Regions from separate parts of the Dromaius novaehollandiae genome. Here region 2 is linked to region 1. A link is a contact called in public Hi-C data. All regions are on one chromosome and are shown on one strand. The core of a region is the stretch at or near the end of the contact, and the rest is flanking DNA. Distances in the headings are between cores, read along the strand shown. Region 1 has its middle 140 kb from the start of INSC. Region 2 holds the start of SOX6 (SRY-box transcription factor 6).

Region 1 (5,377 bases), core at 270-2,769:
ATGCTAGTTCCCATAATCGACTAGACTTTTCTCTGTACTTTCAGAAGCCTGCAGGCTAAATGGAAGTGAATGCCGTGGGCATTGTGGTCTTGATTATATGGCGTATCCATTCTCGTATCCTGGTTGTCTGACCATAGCCTCTGGGCATCTGTAACAGAGGAGCAGGTCTACTAACTCATGCATTTGTTACTTGTATCTACAGCTGCATTTTATAATGGTTTGAAGCTCTTCTGCTATTAAAACTTCTGTAAGAACTGTTTTGAGTAAGTCGCCCTGAATGGCTAATTTTGTTCTGGCTATTAGGTTTCGCAGGTACAGTTCCTCATTAGATTCCTCCTGTTCATCCCCGAGATTGCCATGCTTCCCAAGTTCTGTTTTCATCCCTTTTTTTCACTCCTGTTCTCCTAATAATTACAGTCCCATGGGCACCCGAAAGCTTACATGAGCTTGAATCACTCAGAACAGTGTTCAGTATGGGATTTGTATGATGTGGGTATTTGGTGTCATGCGGGAGATGTTAAAAGTAGAAATCTGTTTTTATAGAAGACTCTTATTTGGAGGGTAAGAGACAAGGTGGGGGGATAGGGAATTTGTATTTTACTTCATCAGTCTCCTGCAAAATGATGCCCTGCTTTTCCAAACTCAACTTTTCTTGCGAAAAGTAAAAGCTTTCTATTGTTGGAATAAAGAGGGGAAGAGGAGAGGAGAAGAAAACAAAATTTTTTCAGTTAAAAGCACAGGTTTCTTTTTCTGTTCCTCCCCCCCCCCCCCCCCAGTGTTTCAGTGTACCTAAATAAATATGCATTTATTAAAGTAGAAAAGGAGGCATTTTTTCTGTGACTTTCTGAGAAGATTGTCGATAGTGCTAATAGGTGCTATCTAGAGAAGTAGCAGATAGCGAGCAAGCTGAGCAGTCTGTGTAATTTTTGTGAGGTGGCTTGCTGTCCCATTGTGAAAGTCATCTTTACTTACCATTTTCTTCTTCACCTTGTGCTTGAAATAATTCTGGTTCTCCTCAGTGAATGTTTCCTCCAGTGCCTTCTGGAGCCTAGCTATCAATGCTCTTCCCCAGTATACATACAGTACACTGCTTTTTGGGGTTGCGACTAACTGAAATCTGCATTGCGAACCCTGTTCCCAAGAGTCTGTGCCTTGAGCCCTGAAGGTGTAAAAATAAATTTAAACAACAAATATTTATGTTTTTTTTTATCATGCGATATTTTTAAAGAGACATTCACCCCCCAAAATAGTAATTCTACATAAATGTTTTTTCTGTGTGGCGGTTTTAGGCTGTTTGACCTGCCTGGCCTTCTTTAACTAGTTTGGTGTGCTTTTTTTCTGCATGGGAGCAGGACATGGTGCCTACAGTTGCGCAAACGGAAGGTCCAGTCCTTCCTCCTGGCTGGCTGTGCAGGAGAGTAGCTTTTTCCGCCTGTGCTCTGGCAGTGGTGGTAGTGCTTGGTGTGTGCATTCCCAGGTGGCAGCTGGATTCCTTTTCAAAGGCGTTGTGTCAGCCCGAACTGCATGCCCCAGAGTCCTGCTTAGTGTCCTGACTCTCGGCTAACCAGTTCAGGCGAACCAGACTGCCTCAAAGGATGATGTGTGAGACAAACTTTCCCTCGCCTTAGAGAAAAGTCCTTGCCTTGGAGCATTTATGGTTTTAAGAGGCAGCAGAAAGAAAATATTTTTATTATTCCCATTTTACAGAAAGGAGTGAGAGGGAGAGGAACCGTTTAGATCAGGATTGCCCAGGAAGCATATGACAAAGCAGGAAACAGAGCTTTTAGCTTTTGTGTCCCAGTCAGCGTTCTAAACAAGGACCAGCTTTTAAGAGGCACATGTCCTGAATACTCTGTTATTAATAGTGGTTTACATAACAGCTTGGAGCCCCATTTCAATATTACAGAATAGGACTCACTCTTCTTATGTGAAAATGACCTGGATTTATATCAGCAGTAGTAAAACACTGTTGTAGTGAAGGGCTGTGAAGAGTGGGGGGAAGGGAGTGTGAAACTAAAAATAAGAAATATGTACTGTACATAATTGTAACAATGTTATCTGAAAGACAGTAAAAATAGACTCAATTAGATATTGTCAGAGCTTTTTTCTCCATGCAGCTGCCTAACCAAATATGACAATTTTTCAACAATATAGAAGTTCTAACACAATGCACGATACGTTGTACTGAATTCATTAACACTTTGCTACCTTAAACATCATTGTAAAGAGGGAAAATAATGTAAGAGAAGCTTGTCATTTTTTGTTGTTGTTCCTTTTGTTTCAGTGACATGTTTGGAATTGCATGCCTGCGAGAGTTTTGTGATCTAAATTTAATGATCCTAACAGGGATTTAGTAAGATATTGTTCTTTTCTCTTGCAGACATCCCTAGGCTGAGTGCTACATGAAAAGTGTGACTCAATTATACAAAAAATGTAATTTATCTTTAAAAATAAAAAGCCTTTTCATGTAGTATTCCCACAGGGAAGTAGCCTTAGTGTAAAGCTTTAGCTCTGCTTTACAACAGTATAATTTCTATAGAATGAGAATTTGCATACAGTATACAGAGTATCTATGTGCACATGTGTACCCCACCCCCTGCACACATTTTCATGTATAAAGACATTATGATGATAGCTAATATATTTGGCTTTGATTTGGCATTGAGATCTGCAGGTGTCTACTCCCATTGCAGTGTCGTCAAAATCTATAGAATTAGTGTAGAGGACAGGGTGTCACAGTGCAGATATTAGAGCATTAGAATTCAGATCTTCAGCTGTATTAACCTGCATTAGGCTAAAATATTGGGCCCAGTGCTAATCTTTGTTGTACAAACCAGCTTTCTCGCTGCCATACTTTCCAGGGTACTATGTTGAAGATATACACTTAAAATATTATTGGGGGATTCTTGGATTTAAGGTAGGAATAACATGTTGATCATATAATGTAATAAATACTGCTTTGGGTACACTCTCAGGATTAAGAATATGTTTTGTGGATATAACCTACTCTTTGTCATGTAGATAACGTTTTGACTGTCTCACTTGAACTACATAGAAAAACTATAGAACTAAAGAAGAATTTGATGCATTTTTGGAAGGAAATAACAGAGTAAAAGACTGGGAAATGATTATTGGGCAATATCATAAACCCATTATAAATTTTATTTTATCTTTTGTCTTAACTTACTGCAGTGTGTAGTTATAGCAAATTATGTGAAAGTATTCTCTTCAAATGTTGACAACATTTAACCAGGGCTCTTCTGCTACACTCTTTTACCCTTAGCACTTGGAATCAGGAATCATCTGTTCTGTGTGCTGAAAGCATGAGCAAAGAGGATTGCTGCAATTAATTAAATAGGATTTGCTAGGTGATGGAAATTAGTTTTTGGGAGGTTAGACTACAGTCCTTTTTCACTTCTAACAAGGAATTCACAGCTGCATAGATCTAATTTTCCTGTTCCGGTCCTCTGTGGCGCCCATCTGAAGTGTACATTCGTGCCGTTCAGCATGTATTGCTTTTCTGGAACTCCGTGACTCCAGCCCAGGAAAGGCAGAAATATAGAATATCAGTCTGACACAGAGCGTGCATTGGTATGTTTGTGCAGGGTATTGTACATTTACTGTATTATCTCTGCTTCTCGTTTATAAAGTGGAGTTTGGACTATTGCTTCCCCTTTCAGATACTGGTTACACTTCATATGAAGGGAGTAAAGGAAGGTTATGAGGATAAAAACTACACAAAGGGACGAATTTCCTTAGGAATGTTTTTGACAGTATTTACATTGAGGAGCTGCTACCATTCCAAGTCTGATGCAGGCCTATTTCAGCTCTTTAGAGAAGTTCCTCTATGTATAAAATTGTGAAGTAAATTGGCAAGTACATGTCAGACTCAAGAAGGATACATCAGAACCAAAGAGCTTTGAATTTGTAAACCCCTGCTGTGACATTTTCATTGATTATATAAAGGCTTCATCTTAAATTAATTGTGGCACCTTATTCCAGATTAAATTGTGTTCTTCCTGGCACTCATGTTTGCACTTCTTACTATCAGTGTGAAAGATTCACCAGTCCACACTGGTAAAAACAATGGAATAGATAAAGAAAAGGAAACAAGCTTTGCCACTGAACATCTAGCTGAAGGCCTGGATACAGACTGACCAAACCAGAGATGTTTCAATCATCCCCAACATCATCAGAACAAAAGATGGCACAAGGAACAGTGGCTATTCTAATTACAAAGGAAGGTAGAATACCAGAAATTATGGAAAATGTATTGTTTTGGATGCTGTAGAAAAACCATGCCACACTGAACATTAATATCTATAGCCATGTGCCTAACTTTGGAAAAAAATTGAAGTTTATGTTATGCCATGGTGGAAAGAATGAAAAGTGAAAGATCAAAAGAAAAAGAACACAAGTGTGGAGGTATTCCTTGCAAGATTCAGTCTTCTTCTGCGTAACCTTTAATGAGTTCATTCTTCTTATCATTCCATACTGTGTAATGATCATTTCAGCTTCAGCTGAGCTGACATCATGCTTCTGTCTTCAGCCAGAACTTTTAGAATAAAATCTTTAATCAAAATAAAATTTAAACCACACACACACACACTTGTGTATGTATGCTAAAAACATCTTCCTATTTTAGCCATCCATCCATACTTTAGGTGTACAAGAGCATTAAAAAACCAACCTTACCAAAACATCCCAAAGAACTTTATGGTTGTTTTGTGATGTCTTCATTTTAATTTTTCACCCCATACTTTTTTTTCTAGCTGTATTCATGGTATGACAGTGATACGGATTGTCTCGTGTCTCTGCTGCTGAACCTGTAAGTTTGGTTCATGCTGCCTTGCCGGACTGAACTTCTCTGCTCTATCGCTGCTGTGTGACCATAGCACGCAACTAAAACACGCTTACGTACTGGCCAAGAGCAGACGGCGTCTCCTGGCAGGTGCCAGTAGACGGTGGTTTGTCTTTTTTGTAATACCGAAGGAGTCCACTGGTGGCGCTGTGGCCGTGCTCCCCCGAGAGTAAGACAGCACTGTCCTTCCAAGTACGTGCTCCTGAACCAGGTAAACTCTGTCTAGCCTCTTCTAATTTGGGAGTATGCCATTTACTCATCATTTATTTAGGGCTGCAAGGCCTTGATATCGTAGAGTTCAACAGAGATAGCTGTACTTTGCCAATCAACCTCGACTATTTATTTATTTTATGAATTTTACCTTAGGATCTAATAGAAGCAAGAGGGAAAGGGGCCAGCCACATTGTACTAAGCTCTGCTAATGCTAGCTAAGGCGCTCTTTACTTGTTTTCATAGCATTTCTGTGGACTTTTAAACAGTTGAAGGATTTTTGTTCCAGAGAGGGTTGGTTTTGAG
Region 2 (5,504 bases), core at 20-2,519, 800 kb after region 1:
TGCATAAGCGAACGTCCGCCGTGTAAATAGGTATACACGTGCCGAGAAACAAGAAATCATTTTTACTTTTAGCGTTACCATTCGCTTAATGTCTGTATTTTAAATTACTTCCCCTGCTTTTCTTTCACAAAGGCTAAAGATAGCCACAGAAGCCAGCGCAGCCAGATGTTGAGGAGGGATGCTGAACTGCTGTGGGTCCTTGCAGAGGGAAGGAATCAGAGGCTCTCAGTTCACGTTGGAGCACTTACCTGTTCACAGCCGTCACTGCATTTTGCGCTCTCTTCGTAAATACATTAACGTAAAGCAATGTTCAATAAGCAATGCAACCTGTGTGCTAACTTTCACACACCGCAGCTTTAAGATGAGCAAATCTGCAACTCCGGCAGAGTTGGTAGAACAGTCTCTGAAGTTTTGATTCAAAGAGCAAGAAACTCCACGTTACAAGTCATTCACACATTCACAAGCTATTCTCCCCAATTAATGCCGAACAATTAACAAGCATCTTTATAAATTCACTCTGCTGACACTCTCCGACAATGAAGACTTTTTATAGGCTTGTTGAAAATGTTCAGAGAAATTTTGTAAAATAATCAACTGCATTTAAGAGAAAGCTAAAGGAAAAGAAGTTAAAGCCTGATCACACGATTGGAAAAAAGTTTGGTTAGACTAGATAAAAGCAGATTACTGCACATTTCTTCACAATCAAACCCATCAGCTGATGCGTGTTCCCCTAGAACAGGAACCTCTAGAGATTTTCTCAAAATTTAGGGGACGTTTGCATTTTATTACACCCAAAGCAAAAGATCTGACTGAAAACAAAAACTCTGAATTCCTTAAGACGTCATCTGTTAACACAATGTATTGTCCTGGCGGAAACAGTATCAAATAAAAGGTTTTAATTTCATTTGAAACTGTATATCATCTTGATAGAGAAGCAAAAAGCCGCAGCAACAACAATCTCCCCACTCCACCCCCCCGTTCCAAAAAAAAAAAAAAAAAAAAAAAGGAAAAACCACATAAACTTTTACAAAGAAAATAAAAGCAAGTTTGACATGAAAACCCCTTCCTGTCTCGGAAAGTTCATTTTAAAGGTCCCCTCTGTAAATCTAAAGTGCAAACACCAGGCTAAGGTAGTGAGTGGCTGGAATTTGCATGCTGATAAGAGAAGGCTGTTGTACTTACAGTGACAGAGGGCAGGCTGCGGAAGAAAAGCTGTTTGTGTTAGCCTGAGAGTCACCCAGGGCTGCAATGAGAGCAGAAGAGAGGAGTGGGAGTGCCAAGCTGGATACACCTTCACCGCATCTCATCACATCTGCCAGCCTCTCTCTCCCTCTCTCTTTCATTTCCACATTCCCTTTGTTCCTGAAAAAAAAATCTACACGTCACATCAGTCCCCAGATGCAGTCTACACCAAAGAAAAAAATGAATAATTCAATCAAACTGTGCATAGTCTCTAAGGCAATAAATCTATTGCACTTAAAGAAACGAAGGGTAATTACCACTATAGAATTAGAATAAGGCCAGAGAGCGCAGGGATCCCAGGGTCTGTAAACTCCACGGTCAAATAAAGTTTCATTTATTTAATCCTTTGACAACCCCAGTGTAAACTAAAGGGGAGGATCAGAACTTATTCCGTGTGGGTTTGAGAATGCTTGAAGTGAATGTTATAAAAGCAGAGCGCCCGTGATCTCTAATAAACACAATGCAAGGAAGTAGAAGTGTTTCACTGCATCACCTCCAGGGTCCGATCCCCCCTCCCTAATGAAGAGCAGACCACACTCCCACTTCCACCGGCTTCTGCCGCTCTCTACAAGTGCAACGGGAATCGCTGGCAGCGAGCAGCAGCCTTACCTGCTCCTAGATTTCAAATAAAGCCTTACAAAAACTCATGGTAACCGGCAATTTTGTTCCACGCTCTGGCGGAGAGAAACCATGGGGAATTTGCACCAGCAAGGAGTGAATAGGAACGTTGTCCCTGACTTCTGGATTTGTCCTGGGCTGAGTTTAGGGGAATGCCTGCCGGGGGCGGGGGGAACACGCTCGGGAGCGGAGCCCAGGCAGGCAGGCGGCAGCAACGCTGTAACAGAGCCCTGCGACGCACCGACCTAGGTAGCATAGAGAAGAGCCACAGTTTTCCCTCTCCTACCTCTAACGTTGCACTGCCGGCTCGGAGGTAAGATGACTCTGTATTGTTTTTATTCTCTCCGGGTAACTCAGGTCCCAGGGGCATGCTTCTGTGTTAATGAGGGCGGCGGCTTAGGGCTGTGTCTCGGATCGTTATATCAAATCAGGCTGGAGTTTAACATCGGCATCTGCTGCTTTACGCTTTCAATCACATTCTTTGTAAACTTCTCCTGGGGGGCTGGGGGGAGGAGAGAGAAGAGGAAAAGAGGGGGGAAAAAAAAAAACAAACAGGTGAGGCTGTGCTGTTAAGATGACATAAACCCTTACTCTAATTCAGCGAGGCTTTGTGCCGGCCGGAAAGATTAAGACACCTTCCATTGACGTAGGGAATCGCGCATCTCCCATCCTTGAACCGTTTTGAAAGACAGTTTTGATTTATCCAAAACATTAACGGAACTGTTATTCTAATAAAGGTAAACTAGAAAACACACTTGCCTCTCCGCTCACTTGCGCTTTGTTTACGTGCTTAAAACGCCACCGTGAGGCGAGTGCAAATAAAGCAACGAGAGCAAACGCCTGCCAAGGAGCTCTCGGATTAGCACTTCGCAAAGCAAAACAAACAGCGTTAGCAACATCGCGAAAGTCATCGAAGAATCTCGCCCTGGCAACCTGCTCTTCCAATGGCTCTTGCCATGAAACGCCAGCCGGAGCCTTCCTGCAGCCTCCCCCACACTGAGCAACTCCACACACACACACACACACACACACACGCTCGCTCGCTCGCTCTTTCTCTCTCTCTGAATGATGCCTGGATGAGAGAACCAGGAACAGAATTTAAGGCTCAGAGATGGGAATACACAAAGAAAAAAAAATCAGGGACTTTCTTAACCACATGCCCCCGAGGGCCTCTTTTTCATTCGCCTTTCACACTAGAAATCAGAGCACACAGTGCTTGTTTCCACAGTGGGACCCGGGTGTAGTGAGGCAAGAGCCCCTCGGCCCCCCTTTCCTCCCACACGGTAGCTCGCTATCTGTAAAATGCCTCCAATCTCACTGCTTAAAGGGGGTTTCCTGTCAGAGAATGTGCTAGGAAGTATTTCTGACTGCTTTTCCCAACTTGTACCCCATTCTCCAGGGAAACTCAGGCCAAGTGCACTGCCCAGGCTTCCCCAGAGGATTTTGCTTCTCTAGCTTTCTAGTTGTTTTCAATTCACAGGCTTGGTGTGTGGTTCAGAATCTATACTGGAGTTATTTTTTAATGGAAGGGGAAATATAAAAAAAAAATAGGATGTTGTGACCCATGAACAGTACCTGGAGTCATGGTGCTCATTTAAAGTTGCGGGCAAGGCTCAGTCAGCATAGTGAGTTTTTTAGGCATGCTCCAGATGCAAGAAAACTATAGCACTGGATCAGCATCAAGAGATGGGCTCTAGTGATATATAGGGGCATAAATGCATCATGATACATTGCAATGCTTAGCTGTAGTCCCATGAAACACCTTACACAGAGAGGGGACCCCCCCCCCCCCCCCCGCAGGACCTTCAGCAGCAGCTGGTGGGATTGGTGCTCTCCTCGAACCACAGGAAAGCATTCATCGCATCAAGGCATCCTCTCCTCTGCAAGAGCACTAACTACACCGGCAAAGCTAAAGTCACCAAACTCTTGACTGCAAGTCGTACTAGTGGAGTAAGCTCTGCAAACGAATCATGAGACCACTAATGAGAAGCTCTGAAAAAAACCTGGTATTACATTCAGCTGTGATTAGAAATCACATCAAGGTTTACCATCTGACACTTTGTAGGTATCACATTAATGAAAACAATAGTGTGACTGTGGGAGGAGCAAACTTTTCCACTGAAATGGGTCTGCTCTTCCCATGCTGTGTATTTCAGCTAACAGCTAGATCCGTCTAGTTGTCATAGTGGTAATTTTTCTACTCCTCTCTCTGTATGATAGGATGACAATAAAACACTATTAACAGATATAAAAAAGAAATACAGGGTGGATGATAATTTAAAATGTATATTTTCAGAAACAAGCAGGAGCTATATAGGGGGCACTTAGAGCAATCACCACAGTCATACTAAGGCATCTCTTCCTTGAGCATACACCTGTGTGGCCTCACCTATTATAGTGATACTCCCAGCTTCAGGGATAGCTGAGCACATCATATAAATGCAGGACAGAAATACTGGCACGTATTTCTATATATTTCTACAGCACACGCACATCTGAGGAGCTGGGAGAGAACATATGCTAAAAGACCCCCTTATAACCCACAGTTGTACTATTTTATGTCACAGCCCAGAGTAAATCGTAGCTCAGTGATTTAAACATGAAGGCTGCTGAATATTTTTTCCCTAGAATATCAATCACAGAAAAATCTTTGCTAAAGATGATTACTGCAAGCCACTATGATCCATTCTAAGGGTTTATCAGCCCACCACGGTGCTTTTGTTTTTTCACTGGAAATGTCCCATTCTGATAGATCCACACTAGAATAGATGCACACTGTATTTATTCTATCAGTTTATTTTTGTTTCATACATCAAAAAAATTCCCAACAATAAAGTATATTTTTTAAAGTTCCTGACTTAACTACCATGCTACAAACAAGATACTATGTAAAAACCAAGAAACCCTAAATGCTAGAATAAATATACACAGCTGTCTTTGACCTGAGGACTGCTCCACATTACAAATAAATGCGTTGCCACTAAGCCACATAAACTAGCCACACGAACAGAAATAAAAGGCACTCTCAAGATAGGCAATGATTTTGTATTTTATATTACCACCATTGTGCACTTACAAACTGCATTGGTTTCCAGATGCAAGATGCAAACTATAAGATGCAAACTATAGCACTGGATCAGCATCAAGAGATAGGCTCTAGTGATATATTTCCAGTGCTTTTGTGATAATATGGCCTAATCTTGTAGGCCCATGTCATTGTCAATTGTTTCACCTGCATGTTCAGGTTCTGCACATTTAAAGTGCATGCCTCTTCTTAGGAGGATCAAAATGATGATGCTAAAGTGGATAAACTGCTTAGAAAATATTAAGAAAAAGGTGGAAAATGTCTACAAAAAATTTTGGAGTACAGAGTTATTTTGGACTATCCCATTTTGCCTGAAGCTGGCAAATAAATACTGGGACATATCAAATGGGTAGTATGGCTTTCTCCTCCCTTTGCTCACCCCTTAGAACATTTTACATTTTCTAAGCAAAATATGTACTACTAACTTCTTGCAACAAAGTTGACTAAGAAGCAAATCACTGTATAAATCTTTCAAAACACATTTAAATACAGCTTGTTAGACATTGGGTTAAAAACATTGAAAGTATTCACGCTGTTAAAAACTAAAATGCAACATGAT

The links. Hi-C and Micro-C count contacts between places; a contact is called where the count stands out from the background.
Region 2: a Hi-C map of brain shows a contact between it and region 1, with 5 times the contacts expected there. The contact joins the promoter of SOX6 here to the enhancer-like site in region 1. A contact is called at or near these places in 3 of 4 Hi-C or Micro-C datasets (brain, liver and ovary).

The regions. Positions count from the first base shown.
Region 1 is chr5:63,326,927-63,332,303 of bDroNov1.hap1, forward strand. No RefSeq gene overlaps it. Among named protein-coding and RNA genes, the nearest start is that of INSC, 140 kb to the left of the region's middle. Within about 2 kb of position 1,520, at least 1 of the 2 cell types and tissues checked has open chromatin away from gene starts, as enhancers often do.
Region 2 is chr5:64,125,028-64,130,531 of bDroNov1.hap1, forward strand. SOX6 (SRY-box transcription factor 6) reads right to left here and starts at 1,270. Exons shown (of 17, transcript XM_064513069.1): 1 at 1,183-1,270. It overlaps LOC135328521 (a long non-coding RNA gene), which reads left to right. Exons shown (of 3, transcript XR_010389511.1): 2 at 133-2,173.